Linked DNA regions of Pan troglodytes: region 2 is linked to region 1. A link is a contact called in public HiChIP or PLAC-seq data. All regions are on one chromosome and are shown on one strand. The core of a region is the stretch at or near the end of the contact, and the rest is flanking DNA. Distances in the headings are between cores, read along the strand shown.

Region 1 (3,141 bases), core at 372-2,871:
ATGTGATGGATCCTCACCCTATAAAAATGCACATCCATACAAAGTTTGGCATGAATTTAAGGAATTCACAAACCCAAGGATATTTCGTGGATAAGGGACCTTGTCCTACTGGATTCCCTAACACTTTAAATCTACCCCCACACTGCAGCCAAAACGATTAAAATGATTTCTTTCAAACATGAATCTAATGCCACTAGCCTGCTGAAAATCTTTCACTGGTTCTCCAAAGTCAGAGACCAAAGTCAACGTTCTTCAGCACGACACCCCAGGTCCTCCAGGACCCAGCTCCTAATCACCTTTCCACTTCCATCCTCCACAACCCGGGCACAGTTCATTGATCTCAGCAAGGCAAAGCTGCTCCTGGTTCTCAGCGCGATGCTCCACGCGCCCCTGCTTTGCACCGCCCGGGACGTCCTTCACCTTTCAGGCACTTGGCTACTTCTTACCTTTCAAGGCCCGTTTCAGGCTGCAGGCCTTCCTGGGATCTCAAGGCTGGGGTAAGGGACCCACAGCTTGAGTGTACCCCCTGATCACAGCGCCACGATCTGCTGTGGTCTCTGATCTCACTCTCCCAGCTGCACGCTGGTCAAAGGCGGAGCTCGGTGACTCCTCTGCATTGCCAGGGCGCCTGGCAGGGGACGCGCTTACTGAAGCCGAGAACTTTCTGGGGAGGTGACACCCCAACAGCAATTCCCATGTACCAAACGCCTACCACGTGCCATGCACGGTGCTAGGTGCACAGATCCCTCTCACCCTCACCCTCACCGACCAGCAAGGCTGCAGGATAACAGCCCCTTTCAAACGAGGATGCCAAAGCGCCCGAAGAGTCAGTGACCTGCCCAGGGTCACCAGAGTAAGGACGGATGCGGCCAAGCTCGGGGCCTAGGGAGAGCCGGCTCTGAAGTTCCTCCCAGACGCCAGCCTGCTTGGCACCTGTCTGTCACCGTGATGGAGCACCTTCCAAGCGCTGGGTGCGGAGGATGTGACAGCGAAGGGGACAGACAACCCCGACCCTGAGAGGCGGGAGGCGGCCGAAGCGGGGCAGAGGAAGAGGCAAGGAAACGGCCCGCGCCGCCCGCCTTGCCGCCCCTCCGGGGCGACAGCGGCTCGGGAAGCTGCAGTCCGCAAGCCCACGCCCGATCTGCGGTTCCAAGCTCCTCCACCCGCGCCCCGGGAGCGCGGCCCCGCCCGGAACCAAGCCCGAGCCCAGGCATCCCTCCTCCGCCCGCCCCGCGGCCCCACCCATCCTTCCTGGCCGTCCGCACCGCTCTCGGGGCCGTGTTCCCGTCAGGCCTCCGCGAGCTCGGCCCCAAGCGGGACGAGGGCTGGGCGCTCACCTCGCAGCCGCGGGCCCATCCCCGGGTTGCGGACTTCGGGGTCCGCGTGGGAGTGCCGCGGCCTTCGGCGCCCAGGCAGCTACTCCCGTTCCCGCTCCAGCGCCGGTTTTTCCAGCCCTCCTGCCCACGTCCGCCGGGCCGCGCCTCCAAGACTATGCGCAGGCGCAGTCCTGACGTGCCGCCCCCGGTTCCAGGACCCCAAGTGGTGGGAAGGCTCGCGAGCGGCGTCCCCCGACCGGAAGTCGAGGGGAGGAGTCTAGTGCCGCGGGCTCCGGAGTGACGGAAGTTGTGCTCTTGGTGAATGGGGTTCTTCCTTCTTTATTTACCGGTGGCTGTGCTTCCAATTTAGGAAGACCCCGGCGACCTGTTCCTCACTCCCGCTTCGCCCTCACACTTTCGGGATGTCTGCGATTCCTGCTGAGGAGAGCGACCAGCTGCTGATCCGACCCCTGTAAGGGACCAGCAAGAGAGGGAATGAAGCCACGGGCTGTGAGGGGCGCGAGGGGTAACCGGAGACTTTGGCCTCCTCCGTCGCCCGCGCTCCCACCTACCCCGGCAGACTGCCTTTGGTCCGCGCTTGCGGGCCAGGCTTCTCAGGCTCGAGGGGTTGGAGGACCGTTGATCGGAAGGGGCCTGCTATAGAGTGAACGGGATTTGGCTTTTTTCAGTTTCAAGGGAGGGTATGTTGGAGTCGGAAAAAAAAGTTTTACGGGGCCACCGCTCGCTTTCGTACAAGAAGCGTTTTCACTTAGCACAAGCACGGATCTCTGCGCGTCAGGGCAAGCTGTGAGGGAGCCGGTGAAGCTTATGACCGACAGGATGAGAGGAGACCTGAATGAGGCTACAGCGGTGCAGGGAAGAATTAAGTCTGTTTCTTAACACCAGGGCTTCACATGTGCCAGAAGTTAGAAAATATTAGGGACTTGCCGTGAGTTTCGATCTTCTCAGCTCAGGCCCTAGTAGAATAAGGAAGGTGTAAAGCTGGAGAGGAGAAAGTGCAGAGGTGTTAGGGACAAAAACTCAGCCCTCGACTGTCCATAAGGAGAGTGGCCTTTCAGTGGACACGATCCTCATCAGTCGGGAATGCTGCTGAAGGGGAGATGCAAATGTAGAGAACTTGAATTCCTACAGATGAGCATTTCGAACCCACAACATGTTTATTGTTAGATATTAGTTGGCACAACATGAATATACGCATTCCAAAAGGTAGAAAGTATCTCCTTTACACATTCATTCAGTAAGGCTTCATTGAGCACCTGCTTGGGACATAGTCCGTTTCCTTCTGCTTAGTTCACACCTGTCATGTCTTCCTGTAATGAGCAAACACTGAGCAAGTGTCAAGCACCACACGTGGGGATATAGACGCAACAGAGGGCCCAGTTAATTGCTCTCGCCCTTTTGGAGAGAATTACAGTGCACAGTGGGAAATATTGGAGAGATACTTTGGAATAATAGGAGACCATTACTTTGAAGTCAGACCTGAAGTCCATTATCTACTTGACCAATTAGTAGGACAACAATCTCACTGAACCCGTTTTCTCATATGGAAATAAGATAAAACTTGAAGAGTGAACATCGCGGTAGGTGCTTTGTAAATAATAGCTAATCTAAGAGCGCAGGTAGGCATTGCACTGAGCACTGTGAAAGTATGGAAAAGGGATTTCTGACAGATTGAGGAAGAAAGGATACTTCGTGGATCCTGAAAAATGTGATGCCTGAGCTGAGTCCTAAAGAATGAGTAGGAGTTAAAGACTGGGGGGCCCAGGATGTTCTAGGCAGTGGAAGTGGCACATATGAAAGTGAG
Region 2 (3,141 bases), core at 304-2,803, 220 kb before region 1:
TTCCCTCATGTCAAAAACTGTAGCTGGGAAACTAGGTAGGAGGGAACAGAATCTGCCTGGTGTTGGAGAGGTTGTATTAATATAAATAATAAACACAAAACATGAATTGTAGAAGGTTGCAAAGAGAGGAAAACTTCAGACACCAAAAGGATCAAAAAACATAAAAAGAAACAGACACAATTTTTAAATTGTAACTTGTCTAGTGCAATGATAAAAGCTATCCACGAATACAGCGATTTTAGAAAGTTAAATTTTACATGCAGTGCTACTAAAATACCAAAGGCCATACATAATGTCTGACCCAAGCTGCCACCTCATATAGCAACTTCTTACATGGGGGCTTTAAAAAGATTGTTTGACTGGTCTACTGTCCTGCAGTGTCAGGAGACGGCTTTGTCTGACATATTGAATTTCCAATGTCTCTCACACTTCCTCCTTTTCAGATGCACAAACGGTTTTTGTAAAGTTTCTCTTGGTTTTACCGCTGGCAGCTACAGAAACCATGCCACAAGTCTGGTGTAGAGTTATAGGGTGTGATTTTATTTGACTGGTATCTTCAGAGCTTCTGGATTTTTCAATATAACCGAGAATTTCCTTAAGAGCTGTAAATAAAAATCGGTACCAGTTCGAACCCTTTACTGGCCCGGTTTTGTGTGAGGTTGACTGGCTGCTGTAGCACGTTCTCCCCCTCCTCCTGCACCCCCTCGGTTCCCTCCTCTGCCTGCGGGAATACCACTTCAGGGCGTTCAGTAGCCTTCCCAGGGTGGGTCCTGGCCTAGTACCCTAAAACTATAACCGAGAATACCTATCATTGGGCAGCCTAGTAAACGCGACTGGGACTTTTAGTAGGGGCCCCTCACCGCTCTGAAGCGCTCACACTTGAGTCAGGGAACATGGGTTTGAATCCCCACCCGGCCGTTTATCTTGTGCTCTTGGGCACACTGTGTCCCCTATATAAAATAAGCACCCATCTCTTCATCTGTCTCCTAGGCCTGCGACGATGCAATGACTGCACGCAAAGCGCACATTCACGGTCAGGTCACTTCTGGCGTCCGGCTGTGGTCCCCGCAGGGTGCCCGCCGGCGGAGCGCATCCTCCGGCAGGGGGCGAGCTCCGCACCCCGCTTTCCTCATGGGCCGGCGCGGCCCGCCGTTCAAGTGGGGAGACCAGAGGTGCTCCGCGCCGTGGGCGGGGGGCGGTTGGCGCGCACAAGGCCGGACTCCGGCGGGGCGCACCTCCACACGCACCCTCGCGGGCAGCGGGTCGGAGTCCGGGCCTCGGGCCGGCTGGGGGCGGGGCATGGGCGCGGCGCGCGGGGCCCGGAACGCCGAGACAATGCGGCGCGCGGCGGCCAGGAACGGCTCGGCGGGCCGGGGCGCGCGCCGCCTTCCTTCCTGCGGGCTCCGCTTCCCGGCGGCGCGGCAGCGGCGAGCGCGCCGATTGGCGGCCCGGTCCTCCCGCCGCCCCGCCCCACGCCCGGCCGGCCGCCGCCCCCGGCCCGGACCCGCCCCTCTCCGCGGGAGGCGTCGGGGCCCGCGGCTGGGTGGCGGGTAGTTCCCGCCGGCTGTGCGCGCCCGCCTCGGGGCTCGCTCTGAGAGGACGCGGCGGCAGCGGACTCGGAGCCCTCGGCGCGCAGGCGGGCGGACCGGCCGAGCTGCGCGGGGCTGCGCGCCGCCCCTGCTCCGCCGCCAGGCCCCGCGCGGCTCCCGCGCCCGGCGCTCCCCTTTGTCCGCGGGCCGGAGCGGCGGCGGCGGCAGCGGCGGTGTCCGAGCGGCGGTCGGAGCCTGCTGCGGCAGTTGAGGCGGCGGCGCCCCTGCGGCTGTGCGCCAGCGCCCTCGCGCCGAGGCGATGCCGGACCAGATCTCCGTGTCGGAATTCGTGGCCGAGACCCATGAGGACTACAAGGCGCCCACGGCCTCCAGCTTCACCACCCGCACGGCGCAGTGCCGGAACACTGTGGCGGCCATCGAGGAGGTGAGGCGGCCTGCGCGGCGGCTCCGGCCGCAGGTATCCCGCGCCCCAGCCCCGCCCGCCGCTCCCGCATCCGCATCCCGAGAAAACTTTCTTTGCTCCGAAGCCGGACGCGGCCGGGCCAACCCTGCCCGAGACAGAAGCCCTTTGTTCCCGCCTAGGTGGCTCGGAGGAGATGGGTGATGGCCACCTTGGGCCTCTTTAAGACCTCCCCTCTCTCGGCCTCGTGGCCCTCGCGGGGTTCCGCGGCCTGATCCTTTCCCCGCAGCGCGGCCAACTTTGTCCAGAGTCGGGGTCCGCGGCGAGCGGGGGATCCCGCTGCCCGCCGCCGCCCGCCGACGCCCGGGGTCTTTGGTCCCCGGTGCGGACCTTATCAACTTGTTCTTGAAGTGGACCGGCGGGGGCAGCTCCGCGCTCCGAGCTCCCCGCCGCAGCCCCCGAGCGCCGCAGGGCCCCCACCCTCGGGTCCGCGGGTCCGGGGCATCCCGGGCTGCCCGGGAAGGCGTGCCCGCCTCAGCCAGGGCGGCCTGGCTGCGCTCCACCCGTGCCCGGAGAAGGAACTGCGGGCAAGGTGTGTGAGAGTCGGCGCTTCTGGGTCCAAGAAGCCTCCAGGAGCCGCTCCCCGGTTACCTGGGTCTCACCTGCTTGAACCCGGAATGCCGCCCTTCCCCCTCAACCTGGAAAAGGCCTGGTTTTAGTAAAGTGCTTTCAAGGTGCAAAGTCATCACGCCTAGCTGCTAAGCAGTACGCTCTCCAGGTCCTGGGGAGAGGAACACGTAGGAACGAAGAAGCTTGGTTGAAAATTAAAGCCGTGGGGAAAGGGGCAGAGTCTGTGAGTCCAGGGGCCACCGTTGGCTGTGGTTTGAGGCACATCCTCACCTGCAGTCCTCCTTTTCCTTACCCACCAAACGGGATTAGTAATGCATCCTTTCCAGGATCAGAGACTGTGTGAAGTGCTTAGCACTCTGCTCGGCTCAGAATAGGTTTACAAGTCACACGTGTGGCAATAGTGAATCCGTGATTAAATGTCTCTGGGCCAGGATGTCAGGTTACAGTTTTAAAATTGGGTATTGCAGGTGTTTTAGCAGAAGACGCCTGGGCTAGCAGGAGTGGGGAGGGGGGGGGGTCACCAAAGAGCTTTAAATGAAGCAATGGCATTATTTTTTTTTC

What was found. HiChIP or PLAC-seq counts read pairs in DNA pulled down with a chosen protein or histone mark.
Region 2: an H3K4me3 HiChIP or PLAC-seq map of stem cell-derived excitatory neurons shows a contact between it and region 1, with 5 times the contacts expected there. The contact joins the promoter of ASAP2 here to the promoter of CPSF3 in region 1. A contact is called at or near these places in 1 of 7 Hi-C or Micro-C datasets (stem cell-derived neural progenitor cells) and 1 of 1 datasets of contacts at active chromatin or transcription factors (stem cell-derived excitatory neurons).

The regions. Positions count from the first base shown.
Region 1 is chr12:113,452,301-113,455,441 of NHGRI_mPanTro3-v2.0_pri, reverse strand. It overlaps CPSF3 (cleavage and polyadenylation specific factor 3), which reads left to right and starts at 1,621. Exons shown (of 18, transcript NM_001246367.1): 1 at 1,621-1,788. The coding sequence starts at 1,739. It overlaps ITGB1BP1 (integrin subunit beta 1 binding protein 1), which reads right to left and starts at 1,477. Exons shown (of 6, transcript XM_063790130.1): 1 at 1,338-1,477.
Region 2 is chr12:113,670,144-113,673,284 of NHGRI_mPanTro3-v2.0_pri, reverse strand. It overlaps ASAP2 (ArfGAP with SH3 domain, ankyrin repeat and PH domain 2), which reads left to right and starts at 1,553. Exons shown (of 27, transcript XM_016946784.3): 1 at 1,553-1,974. The coding sequence starts at 1,849. It overlaps LOC134807948 (a long non-coding RNA gene), which reads right to left and starts at 1,329. Exons shown (of 2, transcript XR_010149634.1): 1 at 968-1,329; 2 at 520-602.